Regions from separate parts of the Rattus norvegicus genome. Here regions 1 and 2 are each linked to region 3. The links are chromatin contacts, called in public Hi-C maps. All regions are on one chromosome and are shown on one strand. The core of a region is the stretch at or near the end of the contact, and the rest is flanking DNA. Distances in the headings are between cores, read along the strand shown. Region 1 holds the start of Ccdc80 (coiled-coil domain containing 80). Region 2 overlaps Boc (BOC cell adhesion associated, oncogene regulated). Region 3 holds the start of Nepro (nucleolus and neural progenitor protein).

Evidence for each region. A called contact is a pair of places that touch in the nucleus more often than the background predicts.
Region 1: a Hi-C map of Schwann cells shows a contact between it and region 3, with 10 times the contacts expected there. The contact joins the promoter of Ccdc80 here to the promoter of Nepro in region 3. A contact is called at or near these places in 11 of 12 Hi-C or Micro-C datasets (the A7r5 cell line, the Rat2 cell line, Schwann cells and 7 more) and 1 of 1 datasets of contacts at active chromatin or transcription factors (oligodendrocytes).
Region 2: a Hi-C map of hepatocytes shows a contact between it and region 3, with 3 times the contacts expected there. The contact joins the enhancer-like site here to the promoter of Nepro in region 3. A contact is called at or near these places in 12 of 12 Hi-C or Micro-C datasets (the A7r5 cell line, the Rat2 cell line, Schwann cells and 7 more) and 1 of 1 datasets of contacts at active chromatin or transcription factors (oligodendrocytes).

The regions. Positions count from the first base shown.
Region 1 is chr11:69,223,567-69,227,527 of GRCr8, reverse strand. Ccdc80 (coiled-coil domain containing 80) reads left to right here and starts at 2,684. Exons shown (of 8, transcript NM_022543.2): 1 at 2,684-3,060; 2 at 3,505-3,961. The coding sequence starts at 3,516.
Region 2 is chr11:69,702,206-69,706,383 of GRCr8, reverse strand. Boc (BOC cell adhesion associated, oncogene regulated) reads right to left here. Exons shown (of 19, transcript NM_001108317.2): 18 at 3,957-4,147; 19 at 2,375-3,142. The coding sequence ends at 2,955. It overlaps Cfap44 (cilia and flagella associated protein 44), which reads left to right. Exons shown (of 35, transcript NM_001134590.2): 35 at 1-665. Among named protein-coding and RNA genes, the nearest start is that of Boc, 76 kb to the right of the region's middle. Within about 2 kb of position 1,588, at least 4 of the 93 cell types and tissues checked have an H3K27ac peak or open chromatin away from gene starts, as enhancers often do.
Region 3 is chr11:69,474,475-69,478,640 of GRCr8, reverse strand. Nepro (nucleolus and neural progenitor protein) reads left to right here and starts at 2,212. Exons shown (of 9, transcript NM_001009678.1): 1 at 2,212-2,360. The coding sequence starts at 2,255.

The sequences.
Region 1 (3,961 bases), core at 1,435-3,934, 250 kb after region 3:
GGAAGAGAAAGGCAGCTCAGAGTTTTGGTGGCTTTCCCTATGGATGCTGCCAGCTTGCTTTCATAACTACCTCAGCTTTACTTCCCCACGGAGCACGGATTGTCCAATGTTGTTCACATGGTTTGGGAGGGTTCGTGGAATACTCGCATGCATGCGTGCACAATGCCTGGTGACTACAGAAGTCAGAAAGATCCACATTGCCAGGAACTGTAGCTTTGGATGACTGTGGGCCACCATGTGGTGTTGGAAATCAAATCCAGGTCCTCTTCAAAATACAAGATTAAGGAAGTAGGATGAGATGTTCAAGGATCTACTGAGAAAGGCAAAAGCTGAGTTGACCAATTGTTTCTGAAAGCATTGTTCTGGTTGAACAAAACAATGAGAGATTCTTTTATGAAAATGGAAACCACAAAGAAACTGAGAGTGTATTTTAAAAAAGGAAGAATGTGGGCAGAAAATGGAAAACAAAGGCAGGAAACCCCGATGTGGGACACCATGTCTGAACGTCAGCATCACATCCACTTAATCATTTGTGTGGTAACAAGAAATGTATTGAAACATCCCAAGCCTCTGCCAAGCCTTAATTGGGGAGGGAAGTCATCCTATTACCTCCCAGGTATGTACATCCTTCCTGCCTGGTGGTATCCTGTGCACTCTGAACAATGAGATAAGAGTGCTACATCCAACACCACCCACAGGAATTTCCTTACCTCTCTGCTCAGAGCTTTATGTGCAGGGAAGGCGCATGGAACTGGGAAAGATGGAGCCGATTGAGGGGTGGATGGAACTGGGGGTGAGGTTTTCACCCATTGAGAGAAGCCATTTGTCTGGCTTAGTTCACGGGTCTTCGTTGGATCCTGGTTGCCACTGTTGTGGACAGTTAACAGTAATTGGGAGAGGGTGGGAGGAATGCCCATGGGACCTGAGATGTCTTCTCTTCTCCCCTGAAGCTGAGTTCTCATGGCAGACCCAGAAGGTGGGTGGGAAAGCTGCCACAGTCTCTCCCATAGAGCCTGATACAACTTTTTCTTTGTGTGAGTGTGTTTGTGTGGGTGTGTGTCTTATGTGTGTCTGTGCATATTCACCTGTGTGCACGCATAGCAGGGAGTGGAGCTCAGATGCTGACACCTCCTCAGTCACTCTCTACCTTATTTGTTTAATGTGTATGAAAGCTTTTCCTTTGTGTGTGTGTGTGTGTGTGTGTGTGTGTGTGTGTGTGTGTGCGCGCGCGCACAATGCCTGGTGACTACAGAAGTCAGAAAGATCCACATTGCCAGGAACTGTAGCTTTGGATGACTGTGGGCCACCATGTGGTGTTAGAAATCAAATCCAGGTCCTCTTCAAAAGACCACTAATGCTCTTAACCAGTGAGTCTAACTAGCCCCTCCACCTTACTTTTTTGAGGCAGGGGCTTTCACTGAACCTGAAGCTTGTTGATTCAGCTAGACAGGCTGGGCAGTGAGTTCCAGGGATCCACCTGCCTCTGCTTCTTTTCCCCAGTGGTGGGGTTACAGCCTCGGTGCCCAGTTTTTATGTAAGTGCTGGGGATTCAGGTTCTCATGCTCAAGAAGCAAACACTTTACCAGCTGAGCCATCTCCCCACCCAGGCATACAAGCCACTTCTAGGGCCTGACTAAGGATTTTAGATTCCTAAAGTATCTGGGGAGCTGAATAATATAACACACACACACACACACACACACACACACACACACAGAGAGAGAGAGAGAGAGAGAGAGAGAGAGAGAGAGAAGCTGTGAACCAGAATGCCCATTCTCTGATGTAATGTCCAACTTCAGTCTCAGGAGACAGCAGCCTTTGCCTGCATTGCTAACCTTTTACCAGCTTCCACCCATCCCAAGGAGAAATACATCCCAAGAACACAGTAACTCGAGCCCCAATTAGCATAATATAGAGACAACTTAGTCATGTTTTCCATGGGCTTTTCCAACCCCAAAACTCAAAGCGTGAAACAGGCAGAAAGAGATAAGAATACACAGGTGGAACTATGAATAGATGCGTACTGCCTCCGTGTGCAACACCAATTTCTGTGGCCCAAATGAGTGGCTGTTGCTAGGAGACCCAGTCAGGTGGAGCAATGTCCTCACATTTCCCCCGTTCAAACTTGAGAGCGTGAGAGTCCACAGGGAAAGAAGGCCCCGCCCCATGGCTCGGTACGGAAGGGGTTAAGTCCTCGTCGGTCATCCTATTCTGAAGTGATTTACGGTGATGTGTAGAGTTTCAAAACTTTTCCCAGCCTAAGTACAACCCTCTCCTTCCTCGCCAGGTTCACGGACTCTCCGTGCACTGAAGAGGGGGGGAAGGAGGCGTGTTTTGCTGATCTGTTAAATTCTTAGTGAATTTTTCTCCATTTCCAGTGGCTGCTGTTGTTTGAGTTTGGTTTGGAGCAAACCTGAAGTAGCCCTGACATGTCTGGGATGGAATCCAGATGAGGAAGAAATAGAAGGAGAAGGGGGGGGGGGGAAGGAGAAAAGAAGGTGGGGAGAAATAAAAGGAGGAGAGACGGAAGGAAAGGGGGAAATTGTCCCCTTTTCACGTTCACACTCCTCTGTTTTCCCTCAGCCTGGAAAACATATTAATCCCAGTGTTTTTAAGCTCGGAAACAAAGGGGCTCAGCCAGGCTGCGGGAGGGGAAGGGTGATAAGAAGTTCTGGGAACTCCAGAGAAGGGAAGAGCGAGCTTCAGAACTCACCAGGACTTCACTTTTAGGAAAAACCTTGTGGCAGCCAAGGACCGGCACACACAGATCCAGGAGGAACTGCAGACAAATGGAGATACAAACAGTCCCAGGGACAGCAACAGTCACCCCATCCCACTGGACCAGAAGGTAAAAGACAGCCAGAAAGAGGAATCAGCCCAGACTGGCCTCCCTGGGGCCGCTTTGCAGACAGGAACCCAGCATACCCTTTTGTATTGCTCACCCTCCACAAGGAGACTGAGGGCAGGAAGGAGAAACGATCTCACCTAGGAAACTGTCCTCGGGACCAACCTTCAAGTTTCTTTTAAAAGCCTCTGCACGCCATCTCCATGAACCACTGTGTAAGTGTGCAAACTTTGCTCTCTGGTGTTTGTCTCTTGTTGCTTGCACGAAGTGTGAATGTGCTCATAATGTGAATGCTCCGTTTACACGGTCTCTGGTGCATCCGGAGCACAGCCTAGGCAGAGCAGGCATGCCTCAAGCCGGCTGCCTGGGAAGCAAAGGGGGATTTCCTGCTTAACGACTGCCTCTGCTAAGCACTGACAATCACAGCAGCGTGAGAGAAGCTCTCATTCCCTTTTCTCTCCTCCGCGTTCCCTCCTTTTTCTTCTTTACCCCCTGTCCTTCTCCTTAGCCAGGAAAGAGAGAGAGAGAGAGAGAGAGAGAGAGAGAGAGAGAGAGAATGCCCAACTCTGTTTGCAATTAATGATTTTTTCTTTTCTTTTTCTCCCTTCTCATTTTATTTTATTTTTATTTTTGTATTATGCTCCCTCTACTTCCCCAAGTGGATAACACAATGACGTGGAAAATGGGACCCCACTTCACCATGCTCTTGGCCATGTGGCTGGTGTGTGGATCAGCATCTCAGTCTTCTGCCTTGGATAGCGATGGCCGCCCAGGAAGGAAAGTACCTTTGGCTTCTCCAATCAGCAGTAGGTCAGCTCGATATCTGAGGCACACTGGGAGGTCTGGTGGAGTTGAGAAATCCACTCAGGAAGAACCAAATCCTCAGTCTTTCCAAAGGAGGAAGAGTGTACCAGTGTTGAGATTAGCTCACCCGACTGTGAGACCGCCCCCCTCAGGTATCAATGGAGCCCCAGTCAGACCTGAGTTGAAACCCATAGCTAGGGGCTCCGCGAGTGAGATGGTCCGAGATGAGGGGTCCTCTGCTCGGACAAGAATGTTGCGATTCCCCTCTGGATCCAGTTCTCCCAATATCCTGGCCAGCTTTGCAGGAAAGAA
Region 2 (4,178 bases), core at 339-2,838, 230 kb before region 3:
GCAGCGATGCAGATCGACACATCTGTGACTTTCCACACAGTGTCAGAATGCATTGAACAAAAATACAGTCCCAAGGCACATCAGCTCTCTTGGCAGCAATTTACAGAGTAGCCCAAGTTCCCCCACCGTTGGCTATTGTTATTTGTAACGTTTGACTGCACTCTTGATCACAGATCACAGGTTACATTTCGCACAGTAAAATGTCATCTGTGTGAGTACGTGTATCTATAAATGGCTACAAGGAAGTTCCAGGCCACAGAGCTCAGAGAGGCCTTACCAGGGGAAGCAAGGGAGCTGATACCGATGCACTCATTTAAAACGGTTAAATGCTATAGACGCCAGTTGGAAGCCAAGCCCAGATGAACCAGGCCACACGATTCAGCCCAGTTAGCTCTCTGGGAGCAAAGCTGGGGTTTGACCCCAGCTGCAGAAATGCTGGGCTCAAGGCCGGGTCCAGATGGACCGACGGCAGCATCATAGTAGAAGCCTCCAGAATGCTTGTATGTCGGTAATCTCTAGCACACTTTCTGGGGGTCAGATGACTGGCTAAAGGCTGTTCCCCCACAGTGTTAGATGTTAGTGTTATGGTGTTCATGTGACAGTTAAGGTGTATTGCGTATGTTATTGGGCCTGTTTCTTTTTCTGATATAATTCTAACACACCCATGTGTCTGCATGTTCCCTGTCTACTTGGCTAGTTGGTAGGTAGTACCGTCTTACTTGAAAAAATGACCAAACCCTGACCCATGGTCCATGTCGGACATGGTAGCAGTGTCTGCATCATACAAACACAGCGTGAAGAATCTGCGTCTGGATTTGTACGGTTCTTGTTGGTGGGGGGAGGGGGCGGGGCGCAGACTAAAGGGCAAGGCCACCCAAAAAGCAATTAGCCATTGCTTCATACATTATGGAGTGGATTGAGGTAACCTGGTCTCTACACTCAGCTATGCATGCTTTCACTAATGAAAGTGAACAGGTGCTAATCATAGCCTTCATTGCTCACTAATGCACAAAAAGTTGCCTCGAAACTTAGCTTTAAAAACAAGTTATCGCACTAGAGGATAGAGGTTTGTGGGGCTCAGGGATCTGATTAGCAAACCTGGTAACCAGGATCTTAGGAAGCCTGGGCAACTCCTTTGGTGTCTGACTGTTCCGGAAGAGTTCAGGAAGTAGGTTGCCTATAAGTGGCATTCCCCAAAACCCACTTTGACAATTCCTTTAGATCATGGAGAAGAGGCAAAATTAGGCTTTAAAAAAAAGTTTCCAACAGTCTGTCGAGTGAACTACAGCTCAGATTTGAGGTGCATAAACAAAGACTGGAAACAATTGCTCTGCCCATTCCTCTCCTGGAAGTGACCATTAAAAGGCTTCGATCCCCGTGTTTGAAATCACATATCTTACTTCTTCTCGGCCAGGATTAGATCTCATGCTCCTAATTTCCATGTTCCTTACACTTATTTCTATAAATGCTTTAAAAGCACTGCCTTCCTGAAAATCGTGCTGCATTTTGAGCACAGTTCTTGTTCACATCAGCTGCCTTCTGTAGAAACCGGACAACACAAGTCTAAAGAGGCTGTGTGCAGTACTCATTCAGGCCAGCAGATGGTGGACTCATCCCAGTCTACCTTAGATCCTGTTTCTCAACTTCACAGAGTAAAAGCTGGCTGATACAACTCTTAATAAGATTAAATGTGCCAGGCTGAATTTCAACTCTTCATTTTCCTGAAATATACAATCCCTCCTCGCACAATGCATACGCAAAATGTGTGAAGATTTGCATTAAAATTTTCAGTTTCTAATTAAGTCTAGCCACACAAAGGTTTTAAGTTCTCTCTCTCTCACACATGCACGCATGCACGTACACACACACACACACACACACACACACACACACACACACACACACACACACACACACACACACACACCCTATTGATGATGTTGGTTTGAAATGGGACAACTCCTCCAGCAATGGTAACTTTAGAATGAAGGGAACCTATTAAGGACCACATGTTAATGGGGTAGCATAGCACTATGTGTTTTAGAGGCAATATTTGGTCTTTTAACACACACACACCTACACAAGAAGAATTAGCTTCATTCCTTCAACGTGGCAGATGCTTACCTCCTGTCCAGCAACAGAACAGTGAATTTGCCTCCCATCTGTGTACTCCTTCTTGGAGTAAACAGTTTGTGATGTCATGTTACATGAATCCAAACCCAGTGTTCATTGTTTAAAAAGACAAAGAAATATGAAAAACATCTGCTACTGTTTCCCGATTTTATCACTTGATGGATTGGAAATCGTCTGGAGCAGTTCTTTAGCTACTGGAAGACGGGACTCCCGACGGCTAAAGAAAACGCTGACTCATGCGTGACTATGATGAAGATTACAGGGAAGACTAAACATTTATTTAGAAGTTACAGTGTTTGTTTTTACAGAGATATGTTGCCACCGATTATTGGTTCTGGGAGACTGTTAATGCTTAGAGTGCTGTACACATCTGGGGTTTTTCTCGTGACATCTCGGAAACCTGTCCTATGCCACCAAACCTGAGTGGCTTCCGGGTGGTGTCAGTCTGCAGCACCATGGCTTTTGCTTTATCCCTTGCGTTCTTCCTGAACAGTGTGCTTAGGGTCCTTCCGCCAACTCGACTGCAGCTTCTGAGGCCTCCCGGAGCCCCTGGAGCTGCTGGTTCTGTGGTCCATCTGCAGCCTGACTATCTATGACACTCACTTCCACTGGTCTCCAGCTACTCAGCTGTTTGTTTTCTGTCTTGTGCCAGAACGGGGAGGATTCCATATCTCTCCAGAATTATAGAAACACATATACATTTATTTACAAGTACATAAATATATAAATATGGCTATAATAGAAAAATAAATACCAATTTTTCTCTGTCAACAAACAAACAAACATATAATATATAGTCTTTCGGGCATATTGGCGTCGGCCTAAATTGTGGGAGGTGGTGTTTCAAAGGACACATGAACTGATGGGCTGGGAGAGAGGCGCACCCCAAGTTCTTGTCCTGTGTAGGTCCCTGAAGGGTGCTGGGGACAGCAGTCTCCTCCACCCACTTGGCAGGAGTCAGAACTGTCTACCTCTTCAACTGGTACAAGACCTAAACAACACCGGGGTCCTGTGAAGAGGAAAAAGAAGACATTAAAATCTAGACTCATCAAACAGTCCTGAGCTAATCTCTACCTACAGCTGGTCACACTGGCCCTAGAAGGGGAGAACCCTTACTAATCACCTATGCTTGTAGCCATCAGCCATACACACATAAAACACAGAGGGAGGCCTAGCTCTCTCTAGCCAGGCTGGTTCTACCTCACAATCCATTCCCCTCGTCCAACCAAATCTTGTTTTCCTGATGATTGGTCTGGCTTTGGAGCTCATGGTCCTTAGAATTCCATGTCCTAGGGACAGGGTCTAGGGTCATCACAGCAGGAGCATACACACCAGCTAAGCCTCTGAAGTACCAAGTGCCCAACTGAGTCCTTGCAGATTTGCTCGAAGTGGGTAGAAAGGGAGCTATGGGCAGGGGTGGCCCCTCAAACAAGTTCTGTGGGCATACACAGTTACAGTGGTGATGTGTATACAAGCATGACTCCCTAATGATTGATAAGAACCACTCCCTAATTGAGATATGACAGAACAGGATCAGAGAGGTCTCCATGTGGTGAGAGAAAGACTTCGAATGGCCCTGAATCTCAAATGCAGAGACCAAACAGGCCTTTGGAATAGAGAATGCCTTCTCAGCCTTTGAGGACCAGTTATAGTGCTGAAGTCAGACTGACCTGGAAAGCCCTCTTGGGGCTGAAGCAAATAAGTGGCCATCTACCCCAACCACCCAAACACTCCTTCAAAGTCCCTTGGCCTTTCTCCTTGAAGTCATTGCTGGGTTATGGGTAACCCCATCAGGCGCATTCTCCCTGCTGCCCCTGGCTGACCTGAATGATATTGAGGGTCCCATGAAGCTTCTAGCCCAGGACCTTCCGGTGCTCTTCTCACTGCTGTCTGGCACGTGGTGACAGGTTGCTTCTGGAGGTGACAGCAATCTTGAGGTTGGAGCAGCTGGTGAGTTGAGTCATCTGGCAGCGTGTATAAGAAAGAACCTTCTTCTGAACCAGACTTGGTACCTCTGCATCGTATAAGACCAGACGGGGTGGGTC
Region 3 (4,166 bases), core at 963-3,462:
CTGTTAAAGAGTCAGGGACCAACTGCCGTACAATGAAGAACGTTAACTAAAAATAAGTAGAAGGGTGGTCTCTTTTGAAGTTATCCTCCCTCTAGTGGGCCAAAGTGACAGTGGTTAAACAGTGACCTGTCAGAAACAAGCATGTTTGAGGCACGGGATTAGATCTGAAAGACCTTAATGAGTCTTAAAGTATGTGCCTCTGAATAAACTGCCTCATAATAACATTTTCTCTGTCGCTCTCTCTCTGTCTCTGTCACACACACAGACACATAGTCTTCGGACTTTTTTTTTAGTACTAAAGCATTTTTTCCTTAACACTATAGTAATTTCTAGGTTTTTAAATGGAAAATACAGTCATTGAAGAAAAGAGTCTGTATTACTGATGAAAACTCATCACTGTTACTACTTTTCCAGGATTTTCCCGGAGCATTCCACATGTATTAGTGTATAGTCTCAACACATACGTTTTCTAAGCTGTCTTTGAAAATACCTTAGGGGACTGGAAGTCAATAGTTGGGAATACTTGCTGCTCTTGCAGAGGGCCTGGGTACAGTGGCCAGCACACATACGGTGGCTCACAACCATCTGCAACTTCAGTTCCAGAGGATCCAATACCCTCTTCTCACTGCCGTGGGCATCAGGCAGCACGTAATGAGTATATATTTCTTCTATTTAATAGCACCTCAAAATTATTCTAATATGCATTTCTTGGATTACTAAGGTATGTAAGGTTTTACATATTTGATGGTCATCTGTGTCAGTGATAGTCTTTCTCTAGAGTCTACAAGTTTCCAAGTATGACTTAAAAACTTAAAGCTTCTTCCAAGTGCCCAGTTCCTAGAAGCTTCAATTCCAATATGCACTGCTCATAGAACAGAGAACACCATTTCCTTGTCTCTATTCTTCATTGACCTTGGATCTTCCTTTGTCAAAACACAGAGCTCTCACTCTTGGCTTCTCTTATCTCTTTCTATCCCTGGTCGAACTGGAGCTGGGGAGATGTTTCAGAGGGTAAAGTACTTGCTGTATAAATATAAGAAACTGAGTTCAGATCCTCATTCCCCTGTTAATTGGGATGGGGAAAGGATGACTCTGGGGACTGACCACCAAACACTGAGGTCCAGGATCAGTGGGAGAACCTAACTTAAAAGCAAAGGTGGACAGTGGCAGAGGAAGACCCTAACCACTAACCCAGCCTCCGACATGTATGCACCATACATCTCCAACTAAAAAAATGTCTTCCACAAATCCAGAAACTTGGTGTTGATTCTTTTAAGTCTGTGGTAATTTATTTCAGCCCAAATAGTAAACTAATGTACAGGCCATTTGGTAGTGCATTAAAGGGCATCTAAGTAGTTATCGAGTGAGGATAGTTGTTTAGTTAGAATTATCAAAGATAGTGGTCCCAGAGCTGAATGAGGAAGTGAGATTGTTTCAAGGAGATGGTCCAGATGAAAGAAAAATTATCTGCAAGGAACACATAGGACAGAAAGCGTCTCAGTAGGGCAAGATTACTTGCATTAAATGCAAATCTGGTAAGGGTAAAAATTCGTATAGCAGGCTCAGTTCTAATAAGTCTCACAAACATGCTGAGGTCCGAGAAAATTAACTTTTTGCGATCACGTTGCTAGTATATGGTAATGGGCAGACATAATGAAGTAACTTAGCATTCTCTAATACCCAACAACTGCTCCTCTCCACATTGTTAAAGGAACATAAGCAAGAAGGCACCAATAGCTTAGAACGAAAATCATTTATCAGCGATAAGACCCAGCAGAGCCTGGAATATTTTGTCCAAAAAAATGACGGTGATAATAGATTGTCAAGACAACCTCCGGGTTTTTTGTAATTATCGAAAGTTGGGTTATATCTAAACTATGTAGTTTTCCTTGACTACTCAAAATAAATCGTTACTACGTGACAAATGCCACATTTGATATGATCCGAGTTTTTCTTTTCAAAATATCCGAGTAAGAGCTAAGGGCTGGGCCTCACTCGAACTCATCTGTAAAATATATAGCTTCGAAGTTGCTCCAAACTAGTAAGTGCCTCAGAATGCTCTTCAAGGAACTCAAAAATAACTACTTTCTCCTTTCCCAGAGGTCCTAACCCACCGAGACTCCGCCCCAAGGCCCGGGCAGCACACCTCCGGCTCGCCCCGCCCCTCACTTCCTCCTCCCTTCCTCTCCCGCCAGGGCCGCTCTACTCGCTTTCGCCCAGCTCGGCCTTCCCAGGCCCTCCCGCGCCGCTCAAGATGGCCGCGGCCGTACGGCCAGCCGCGGAGCCGTGGAACCGCGTGAAGATCCCCCAGGCGGGGAACTGCAGCACACTGACAGTGCAGGATCCCAGCGCCACCCTGGGTGAGTGAGGCCGGCGAGGAGGTTCCGCGTGTTTCCCGGAGTCCGGGGGCCTGCGCACGTGGGACGGGGTGGGACTTCCTGAGCGCGGGGCACGCCGGGAAGGGGCGCGCCAGGCGGAAGGTCCTGCCTGAGTAGTGTGGCGTGAGGATGTGTAGGGGGTTGCTGGGTTGCTGCGTTCCACATGTGGAACCTGAAAGCACGGCTAGGCGGGACCTGGCATGTGCAGCACGTAACCCCCAAACGCTGCCTGGATCCTGTACTGTTCCCTAGGATCGGGGCTGTCACTCAAGTATCCTGCCTCGGACTTCGGGCTTGTCTTTAAAATATGGAGCTCGTTTTCTCCTTACCGGGGCGTTACCTCAGGTCTCTTGGTTCTTCAAGGGGGGAAAAACCGAGACAGTTTTTAGCAGTTTAGCTGGAGAGATGGCTCTGTGATTAAGAGCGCTGACTGCTCTTCCAGAGGTCCTGAGTTCAATTCCCAGCAACCACGTGGTGGCTCACAACCATCTGTAATGGGATCCAATTCCTCTTTTGGTGTGTCTGAAGACAGCTACAGTGTACTTATATATAAAATAAATAAATCTTAAAAACATCAATTTACTTAGAAAACAAAGGCTCCCAAAGAGATGTTGGTGGCAGCTCCGTGGGGCGTGTGTTGAGTTTTAATTTAGATTAAATGAGGTGTTTATGCATATTCATGGTATCAAGCGATTTGATTTACCCGCTCCCAAATCTTGGGCAGATGCTCGTTTGGAACGTTCTTCCCATGATCCTTTAGAAAAGCCAGTTGGATGGGCGGAACGAATTATGACCTAGCCGAAATGAAATACCAGATTTCATTGATTCTCAGGATTTACGGTAGAACGTGAGAGTATGTTCCATGTTTCCCATGGACTCAGTGCTGTGCTTCAACCTTCTCAGCCCGCCCCCCCCCCCACATAATAAAATATTAAAACCTAAATATTGTAATGAGGTGGAGGTCTTTCGAACTGTGAAGTAATACCTGAGTACCTTAGTTTTTAATACGAGAGCAGCCTACCTACAGCTTGAAGGATGTTTAATCACAAAGGGACATTCAGACCAGGAGACACAGCCACCAATATCCGCTGTAGTTTTCAGGGTTAACTCATATTTAACTTTTTGTCGCTTTTGTTTTTGAAACTGCTTATGGTCCTATAACTGTCAGCTAAGACTTTTGTTACTTTTAAAGCAGGTTTTATCCCACTCAAAAATGGGAATAAAAAATAGTACCAGCTTCTTGGCGATATAGGGAGAATAGAAAGGAAACATTTGTAACTGGATTGACAGTCAACTGACAGTGGTTGTCATTAAATAGACACATTTGGTAATTGTTAAGTACAGCCTATCAAGTCATCTCACCCCTCTTCCCATATATTGATCCTGTGCAGTTTAAAGCTCTTTCTAATTCCTCTCTAGTCACAATTTTAAAAACAAACTATTGTGGGAAATTCACCAACTCATCACTCAGGTTATTTAATTTCTCCAGATAGGAGGAACAGATTTTCACGAGAATATTTGTGTTTCCTTCCTGAGCCACCAGGTGGCACATGACACCTGCTTCACAGCTGCTCATGTTCTGATTAGGAAACATTTGTGTACCCAGTTCCATGATACAATTTCCAGTGGCCCTGGTGGTTTCCCTTTTCTGAATGTAGTTTCCCATTGATATCCATCGGGGATTGGTTCTAGGAATCCCTTCATATAAAAAACTCTGTACATGGTAGATAGTATTTGCAGTAGGACCTACAGACATCTTTCAATAGACATTAACAATATCTCTACAGT